3 separate regions of the Mus musculus genome follow, and all the other regions are linked to region 2. A link is a contact called in public Hi-C and HiChIP or PLAC-seq data. All regions are on one chromosome and are shown on one strand. Each heading gives the region's core, a stretch centred on a gene start, on an enhancer-like site or on the middle of the called end of the contact. The rest is flanking DNA. Distances are from core to core; before and after follow the strand shown.

Evidence for each region. A called contact is a pair of places that touch in the nucleus more often than the background predicts. HiChIP or PLAC-seq counts read pairs in DNA pulled down with a chosen protein or histone mark.
Region 1: a Hi-C map of bone marrow-derived dendritic cells shows a contact between it and region 2, with 2.0 times the contacts expected there. The contact joins the enhancer-like site here to the promoter of Frzb in region 2. A contact is called at or near these places in 8 of 39 promoter capture datasets (cranial neural crest, embryonic stem cells, hippocampal neurons and 3 more), 25 of 484 Hi-C or Micro-C datasets (8-cell embryo, B cells, DN2 thymocytes and 15 more), 8 of 115 datasets of contacts at active chromatin or transcription factors (acute myeloid leukemia, bone marrow-derived dendritic cells, craniofacial prominence and 5 more) and 3 of 9 other capture datasets (adipose tissue, embryonic stem cells and pancreatic islet).
Region 3: an H3K4me3 HiChIP or PLAC-seq map of craniofacial prominence shows a contact between it and region 2, with 5 times the contacts expected there. The contact joins the enhancer-like site here to the promoter of Frzb in region 2. A contact is called at or near these places in 8 of 39 promoter capture datasets (cancer-associated fibroblasts, cranial neural crest, embryonic stem cells and 5 more), 1 of 15 datasets of contacts at CTCF or cohesin (CD8 T cells), 35 of 484 Hi-C or Micro-C datasets (the G1E-ER4 cell line, the HL-1 cell line, Sertoli cells and 18 more), 11 of 115 datasets of contacts at active chromatin or transcription factors (bone marrow-derived dendritic cells, cardiomyocytes, craniofacial prominence and 7 more) and 3 of 9 other capture datasets (adipose tissue, embryonic stem cells and pancreatic islet).

Annotation. Positions count from the first base shown.
Region 1 is chr2:80,523,225-80,526,170 of GRCm38.p6, forward strand. Nckap1 (NCK-associated protein 1) reads right to left here. Exons shown (of 31, transcript NM_016965.3): 18 at 2,335-2,454; 19 at 1,314-1,453; 20 at 152-283. Among named protein-coding and RNA genes, the nearest start is that of Gm24461, 34 kb to the right of the region's middle. Within about 2 kb of position 1,282, at least 25 of the 459 cell types and tissues checked have an H3K27ac peak or open chromatin away from gene starts, as enhancers often do. A contact at or near this core is called in bone marrow-derived dendritic cells, where this site is marked.
Region 2 is chr2:80,445,982-80,448,681 of GRCm38.p6, forward strand. It overlaps Frzb (frizzled-related protein), which reads right to left and starts at 1,415. Exons shown (of 6, transcript NM_011356.4): 1 at 382-1,415. The coding sequence starts at 859.
Region 3 is chr2:80,346,931-80,349,881 of GRCm38.p6, forward strand. It overlaps Dnajc10 (DnaJ heat shock protein family (Hsp40) member C10), which reads left to right. Exons shown (of 23, transcript NM_024181.2): 19 at 414-467; 20 at 718-865; 21 at 2,339-2,458. Among named protein-coding and RNA genes, the nearest start is that of Dnajc10, 33 kb to the left of the region's middle. Within about 2 kb of position 1,606, at least 19 of the 459 cell types and tissues checked have an H3K27ac peak or open chromatin away from gene starts, as enhancers often do. A contact at or near this core is called in craniofacial prominence, palatal mesenchyme, pancreatic islet and 1 more, where this site is marked.

The DNA.
Region 1 (2,946 bases), core at 32-2,531, 77 kb after region 2:
TCACTATTCCACATGGTTCTCGGCCCACTGCGATATGCAGTGCACCAGTTCACCTCAGAAATGCTAGTAACAGTTGGTACTGGATAGGCATCAGGTGGCGAACACAAGCTTGTTAAATGAAGCAGTGGCAACAGTCTGTGTGCTCTCTTACTTAGTGAACCGGATTTCCAGATGAGAAGTCAAATACTCCCTCGGCGTGAAGGTGTGCTCCCACACCGCCATGTTTGGAACATAATTTATGGAGAAGCATAACTCCGAAAGTGCAGTGTGCAACTTATCAAGGCTAAAAAACAGTAATAAATAACAATTACATGATAGTTCATAACAGGTACTTCCAAATCAATTTCATAAAAATAGCAAGACTTACAGAGAACACTGCAGAATTTTATTTTTTTATTCTTAAACTGATAGTTCAAAAGGTTTCTATCTAACTCAAGCAAATATTAAGCAGGATCGTTTGTATCCCTCTACATTCGGCTAATAATAAATGTACTGAGCACCACAAGAAGAGGCGCTTATTCAGCCGTCAGCAGCAATAACTTCCTCCTGGTGGTGTTAATCTGCTATGGAGCAGAGGCACTGTTTATAAAGGGGCAATGGCTTTTTCGTCTTAGGAACAGGTAGAACATTTAACAAACAACATTCACCCAATTACTGTCCACCTCTGCTTTCCTAACCACCAATCAAAATGCTAACTAATGTCTGTGAGTACAAGCTAGCACATTTATTTTTTCAAATAATGGTATCAGACATATTCTTATGGATCACGAAGTTGTTAAAAATGCGCCTCAGAGAATTTGAGAGACTCTTGGCCTTCAGTATTCTGTACATCAAGACAATACCACCTGTTACCTATGTGACGGTTAGTACTGACTGTCAACTTGACAGATGGAGTCACCTAGTTAACTCCCATGGGTGTGTGTGTCTGTGAGGGCTAACAGAGGTAACTGTAAGCAGTGTCACTCAGCAAGCTGGAGCCCAGGGAATACGGTCAGAAGGAAGCTTCCTGGCTGCAGGTACAAAGTCCAGGGCCCCAGCCTCCCTGTCTCCCCTGCCAGGACTGTACCCTCAAACTGTGAGCCAAATAAACGTCTTAGATTACACTGGCTGGGTACTGTGTCACAGCAGTGACACAGTGAGTCTGCATTGTAGAACATAGTACTAACAGATAAACGTACAAGGATTTCTGTTCTGCTTTGTTTGTTTCGTAAGGGTTAGACAATAAAACCTCCTCACTTCCTCTCCCCGTCTCAGTTCTAACAGCGCCGAGGAAAGAGTCCCCACAGAGTCCCCAGGAGAAGAGGAAGGCTTACTTGGTCACTACCAGCCTGTTTTTCCTCATGCTCTCCACACCCGGTTTTTCCCTTTCAGGTTCCCCTTTCTTGCCCGTCTGTTTTTTTGACTTCTTATTCACTGCTTGACTGATGGTTTTGGCACAATGCTTCGGCAATAACTGAAATTGGGTAAAAAGGCTGTTATACTGCTGCACCGACTTCTCGGAATGTATAAACTGCCGCAGGCTACCTTGGCTGGGTTGCTACCAGGAGCAACCAGGAGGGCTGAAATGCAGGGAGCATTTTACCTATCTAGATCACAGGCCCTATACAGCAAGGCAGAGGTGGAAACTTACTCAAGTATTAAGGCTTATTCAAGTTATTATTCAAAAGACAAATAAAACATACCAGGCAATTATGGAGTGAGATATAACAGGCACTATAACTATGTAAATGGCCTACAAAGAAGAAACCAGATCTGTTCAGTATCTAGTGGGCACACTGTAAAATAGAGCATAGAGTAGACAGTGAATAGTTTGGGGCTGGAGAGATGGCTCAGAGGTTAAGAGCACTGACTGCTCTTCCAGAGGTCCTGAGTTCAATTCCCAGCAACCACATGGTGGCTCACAACCATCTGTAATGGGATCTGATGCCCTCTTCTGGTGAGTCTGAAGACAGCTACAGTGTACTCATACACATAAAATAAATTAATTAATCTTAAAAAAAAAAAAAAAAAAACACAGTAGTTTTTGCTGTTAAGGGGGTTCTGAGAGTGAAGCCAGAGTGAAAGTTTTATATTGCAAGCAATCTGGGAAACGGGCAGGTTTTACAGATGGAGACACAGATGTTTTCTTTCTTTTTTTCTTTTCTTTTTTCCAAGATAGGATTTCTCTGTGTAGACTAAACTGTCTTCAAACTCACAGAGATCTGCCTGCCCCTGCCTCCCAAGTGTCGGGATTAAAGGTGTGTGCACCACCACCGCCTGGCAGAGCTATAGATGTTTTTCTAAGGTTAATTTTAACACTGACAGAAGAAATAATTGAAAAACTTAAAATATTACCTGGTCACTAAGAGTACACTGTTCTGTGCAAATATCGGTGATGAGATTTCGAGCTTGTTTGGCCATCTCATCCAGGAACATATTGCACAGGGAAAGGCTACGATCTCCTATATGATGGCGCTGGTGGGCAGAAGACAGAAGTAACACAGGTCACAAGGACATGATCTCAACAAAACACTTTACACAAACATGAAAATTCAGGGAAAGTCCTATTCTGCTATAAGGGCTGGGGAAGTAGATGTGTGTTGCTTTCTCTACAACTCAAATTAAACTATATGTGTTCATATAAAATATATACTTGGTAACAATGTAAGAAAATTATGATTTAAGAACAATCTTCTAAAATCTCTATTTATAAAGCATAAAACTGTATTCAGCCAGGTATGGTAGCACTCATTTGTAATCCCAGCACTGGGGAAACTAAGGCAGAAGAATCACAAGACTCAGATGCTATTACAAAAAGGAAGATAATAAACTATATATTTCATCATTCAATTCACCATGTTCTTTTTTTTTTTTTGGTTTTGGCCTCAAACAAAGAAATTCGCCTGCCTCTGCCTCCCAAGTGCTGGGATTAAAGGCATGTGCCACCACTGCCCGGCTCAAATTCAC
Region 2 (2,700 bases), core at 165-2,664:
ACAATTGTAAGCCGTGAAAACACTAACGATCGAGATTGCAAAAGAATGCACCAAGAAACAGAAGAAACTCCAATGTCGTTAAGAGTAAAGCAGCTAAGCCCCACACGCAAAGAGTGGGAAGGGAAGGGGCGCTTTGGAGGTTGGGTGTGAAGTGTAGGGAACGGATGGATCGCTCAGATCACTTGTTGGAAGAGACTGCGTTTGTCTGGGAGAATGATAAAAGTGAATTTTGTTTTGTTTTGTTTTGCTTTTAAGTAAAAGAATAGGATTCAGTAGAGGAGTGTGCTTAAGGGGAAAGGTAAGGGCTCAGCGCAGAAAGCAAGCTAGCCGATAAAGACAAATAACTAACTTCTCAGAGGTCGGGCAAAGTTCAGGACTCACCCGCTCCGTCCGCGGTGACGATGGCCTCAGGAGAGATGCACACGCCGCGGTCGTACACCGGCAGCTCGTCGCAGGCCAAGCTTTCCGGCCACGAGTGGCGGTACTTGATGAGAATGGGCTCGCAGCCCTGTCGGGCGCGCTCACACACAGACTTGCAGGGCTTGATGGGCTCGTGCTGGAAGTCGATGGTGCAAATGGGTGCGTACATTGCACAGAGGAAGAAGAGAAGATCCGGGCTGCAGTGGGTGCCCAGCAGCCCTTCGAACTGTTCCATGGCCAGGATGGCGTTAGCCTGGGTGCTGTGGTGCAGGTGGTTGGGCATCTTGGTCATGTTCCAGGGAAGGGACTTGCACAGCGGGATGCGGACAGGCTCACAGGCTGCAGCCTGAGCTCCGGGCACCTGGAGCAGGCAGAGAGCAGCCAGGACTAGCAACCCGGCCCATCCTAGCAGCATCCGTCCCGGGCCGCAGCAGACCATGGTCCCAGCAGGATGGGGCAGGGCGCAGCCGAGCGACGGACGCGGGAGACACTTTCGTTCCGAAGTCTCCCCCTGCGGTTCCGAGGGGTGATCCCAACGACCTGGGGAGCTGCCCCCACCCCTGGGACAATCACAGTTCTCTTGGATCCAAGTGCTCCCAGGTCCGGTCCACTAGCTTGGCGGAGCCCGGTGCCTCGCTGCGCCGGCTGCTCTTCCCAAGCGTCTAAGCCTCTAGGCGAGGCAGCATCTATTTATTCCTCTCGCTCTGGCAGAGACATCAGCCTTAGCACATCAATCAGATGAGGGGGCAGAAGAGGAAGCCAGAGAGAAATAAAAACAAAAGTCAAATTCAGTTAAGGGACTCGGAGTTCTGGGGTGTTGCAAAAAGGTGTTGGAAGAAGCGATAAATTCTGCAAAGTGAGATGGATAGGGGACCTCCGAGGGAGGAGATTTGGTGGGGGTGGGAGGACTAATGGGAGCGGAGGTGGGAGTTTGCCAAGTCCTGCAGGGTCGGGAAGATCCTGCGAGCGGCCAGAGGAGCTCAGAGGAGGTCAGCGCCTTGGCTCGCAGCTGCGCCTTCCCACCTCGGCCGACAAGAGCTCCGCCCCGCGGTCCCCTGCCCTCCGGCTCCTCCTTCCGAGAAGGCTTTGAGTTTTCAGGGGACTGGAGTGTGAGACCCTGTCTATCTGTGATGCTGTAGCCCCAGGCAGCTCCCGACAGGAGCCGCACACCTTTCCCCACTCCACCCCCGGCTCTGGATCCATAGACGAACCCTTGGTCCCCACGGGAGAAACGGTCTCAACGCACCACAGAGATGCGCACCCCTGTATCCCGCCCCGCGAGCCCACACCGTCCCTCGTTGCCCGCAGCTCTTTCCTCACAGCAAACCCGAGCGCACCTCCGCCTGCAGAAAGTCAGACAGGAAGGCGCGAGCAAAGTCACTTTAAATGTCATGTCGCAGAGATAGCAGCCTCCTAAGAGCAATGGCAGGACTAATGACTTCGGGGGGTCTGTGATTGGAATAACCGTGGAGAAATTGACCCTCACAAAGGGAAAGAAATCGCAAGAGAACAAATAGACCCACAGAAACGTGGAAATGGTGTGATTCCTCCCTTCCCTCCTTCTTTTTTTTTCTTTCCTTCCCTTCCTCCCTCCCTCCCTGCTTCCTTCCGGGTTTTTCTTTGCCCTGTAGAATTCGAACTTTTGAGTTTTTCTTTTTTAAAACCGAAGCGTGGAGCCCACTTTAAAGCACTTGGATTCCGCCCCCCACCCCCAGAGTGTTCTTACTGAAAATTGCATTTATTATCTAACTCTTCCCACGGGCGGTTTCTTCTAACAGGGGAAATAAACGTGCAAGCAAAATACCCCACACAGGTAATGATAATAGTAAACAGGAGAACGGTTCCCATCCAGATGAGTTCAATACAGAGGAGAAAATAGAAAACAGATCCCTCCCAGGCTACGCCTCCCAGAAGTCTCCTGTTTCCACCCCGGCTGCCCCCTGGCTTTAAGAGCATTGTACGTGGGAAGTCCTGCCGAGGCCCAACCACTGAGCCCCTTCAGAGGAAAACCATTGAGCAGAGGGATTGCAGTGTCAGAAGACAGCGGGAGCACAGAGGCAAAACCTACAACAAAGCCGGACGTCACTAGAGCAGCCCTGATTTACCCAGCCTTCCGCACCGCCCACCCCCCTGCTGTCAATACTAGGCAGATAAAGTCTGTCTCTACTTCCCAGAGCACACAGTAGGATACGGCTTTAATCCCCTGCGCTGGCTCAATGGCACTTAGGGAATGTCAGTGGCTGACTTGAGTTTATGGAATTTTTATCTCTAAAATGATCA
Region 3 (2,951 bases), core at 356-2,855, 99 kb before region 2:
CCATCAGACTTACCGCTCACCTGCTAAGGTTGGGGGCAGTGATTTGAACCCAGGACTGTCCTGGTATCCACCCATTCTACACTATACAGGTTTTAAAAAGAAACAAAACAATTGTAATTAAGTGAAAATTGAGCCATGGGTTTCTCTGTAAAAGCTAAAAGAGTCTACTATGGGGAAATCACAAAAAGCAAGTATAGTCCTGAGTAGTTAAGGGTGGGGAAAGGAACAGAGACACAGAAAAATATATTTTAAGTCATATAACTCTTATTTACTTTGTGGAAAGAGATAGGAGGTGACATTAACCAGTCAAGAGCTATTTTTATTTTAATTCCTACAGTAAGACTGTTTCTTGACCATATGCAGTAATAGAAATACTATTTACAGCTTGATTTTTTTTTTTTTTCCTCTTTCAGTAGTTACAATGGCTGGAATAGGGATGCGTATTCCCTGAGAAGCTGGGGTCTTGGGTGAGTGATTCAAGTGCATGTTGATGTCTAACACTGATTTGCAGCTCTTTATCTTCTCGTGTATGTAGTAAGGATTCTGGCATCAAAAATACTTGGAAAAGGATGGCATTTATCAAGGGTTGAACCATTTCTAACTTAGGAATGCTTACAGTGTTGCTGTATGTAATGCTTACAGTAATGCTTACAGTATTGCTGTAGAATGCTTACTTTGCTTTTGTATAATAAAAAATGTTTGATTCTCTTACTGCAGATTTTTGCCCCAAGCATCCATAGATTTAACACCTCAGACTTTCAATGAAAAAGTTCTACAAGGGAAAACTCACTGGGTGGTTGATTTCTATGCTCCTTGGTGTGGACCTTGCCAGAATTTTGCTCCTGAGTTTGAACTCTTGGCTAGGGTAAGTATTGTTGTCTAGTTAAATAAATTGTACACACATGTGTGTTTGTTTTAACAATTGGTTAAAACATTGTAAACTAATTCTTAATTTAGTTCTTAAAAATATCTCTCAATTTAAAAAATGTGTTTCTATAATTATTATCTGTCTTTCTTGAGGCAGGTTTCTCTTTATAACCCTGGCTGACTGGAAATCCCCTGTGCAGACCAGGCCAGCCTCAAACTGCTTGCCCTTTCCTTGAAATTGCTAGTATTAAAAGTATTTAGTGACAGATTACAAGGGTCCGAGTGTGTGTTTGTGTATGTGCACATTGTTATTCCTGTAGTTGAATTGCTAACTTAAGTTAGTCTCCCTGTTTGTTTATTTCAGTAGCCATAGAAACCAGAGGAAGCAAAGACGCTTTCCTTGTCCTAGAGCTGGAGAGGTTCCCATAAGTCAGTAGAGGAAAGTGATGGTAGAAAGAAGGCAGACACACGACAGCCACAAGGACAAGCAGAACTTTATGTTTGTGAGAGATAGGCGAAGCAAAGGAAACTGAGGGTACAGCTAGCTCCTGCCTTGAAGGACCATAGAGGGAAAAGACAGATACTTTATGTATAGGTGCTCCTGAGGCGCTCACAAAGGGCAGTTCCCTTTGTCAGTAGATTACCAAATGAAGGGAAGATTCTTCAGCATGGGGTTATAGAAGATCTCACTAAGAGACTGGTGACCATGGAAACACCCAAAGATGGGACGAGTGGGATGGAGTGACCTGAAGGTAAACAACGAGCTCCCTGTTCTGGGAAAGGATGGGGCTGGAGGGCCTGTAAATGCTGTCAGGAAAGACAGGAGGCAGGCGTGGACAGCAGCGTAAAGCACACAGGAAGAAGTCCGGTAATTGTCTATTTGGTTAACTCAAACTCAAGTCACTAGTGACTTTAAAGCTGTTCTTGTGTTAGAATGCTGACATATATCAGTGGAAAGAATACCGCATTCATAGACGATGAGGGAGGGTGAACACCCATATAGCAGAGACAGGCTGCATGCTGCCGATGACAGGAAACACTGCTCTGCAGAGAAGCCCCTTTGTGACCATCTGCAAAGGCACGAAAAGAGCAAGGCTCGCCCTGCTCTAGGAAGACTGAATCTCTGACCTAGACAATCTAAGTGGTGTGCTCAGCCGTTCACCCAATTAAGAATGTCACTTAGGATTAAAGACAGATGTTTGGCTGTGGTGGGCAAAGTGCGGTGAGTGGACAGTTAGGGAGGTCAGAGTTACAGTCTCCAGGTACCCGTGAAGAAGTGGCTGTTTATGTTAGACAAATGGCAGCCAGTGGAAGCTTAAAGGGCTTGGAAAAAAGTAGAAACAATCTGGTGTGAATACAAAGAATTAAAACTCGAGTTTTAAAAGTAAAAAAACTTTATATAAATATATAAATATTTGAAATATGTTGGAAAGTGGCAAGATCTGTTAATTCATTTTGTTTTGTTTTTCAGATGATCAAAGGAAAAGTGAGAGCCGGGAAAGTGGACTGTCAGGCTTACCCCCAGACGTGCCAGAAAGCCGGCATCAAAGCCTACCCCAGTGTCAAACTGTACCAGTACGAGAGAGCAAAGGTGTGTGCAGGCTCTGACTCCGCCTTCCTTCAGCAGGCCAAGCCTAGAGCATTATATGGGAGGAAGAGTTTCTCTACTTTCCAGTTTCTCCCTTCATCTTTTAAAAATATTTTTTACTGAGACATCTTCTTTTCTGGTGTACCAAGGTATTCTAAAAGATTTTCTGGTCTGTGTGGTTTCAGTTGCCTTATAGACTTTGTGCTCCATGAATACAAAAAAATACAACCAAATATATGTTATATCTGGGTTATACAATTCAAAGTTATTATTTTCTATGCAGTTTTATATTTTCTACTTTTTAATATAGTAATTGTTTTTTAAATATTTTCTTCTTAAGAAATTAGTTTGTAAATACCTTTGAAATACACTTAGTAACAGCATTTTTTGAGGGATGCTTACTAAAAGCTTAGATAACAAGTGGAGTCTTTTGCTTTGGTTATAATTGTTTGGAGGCACTACTACCAATATGCTTTTTTTTCTTTGTTGGTTAGGT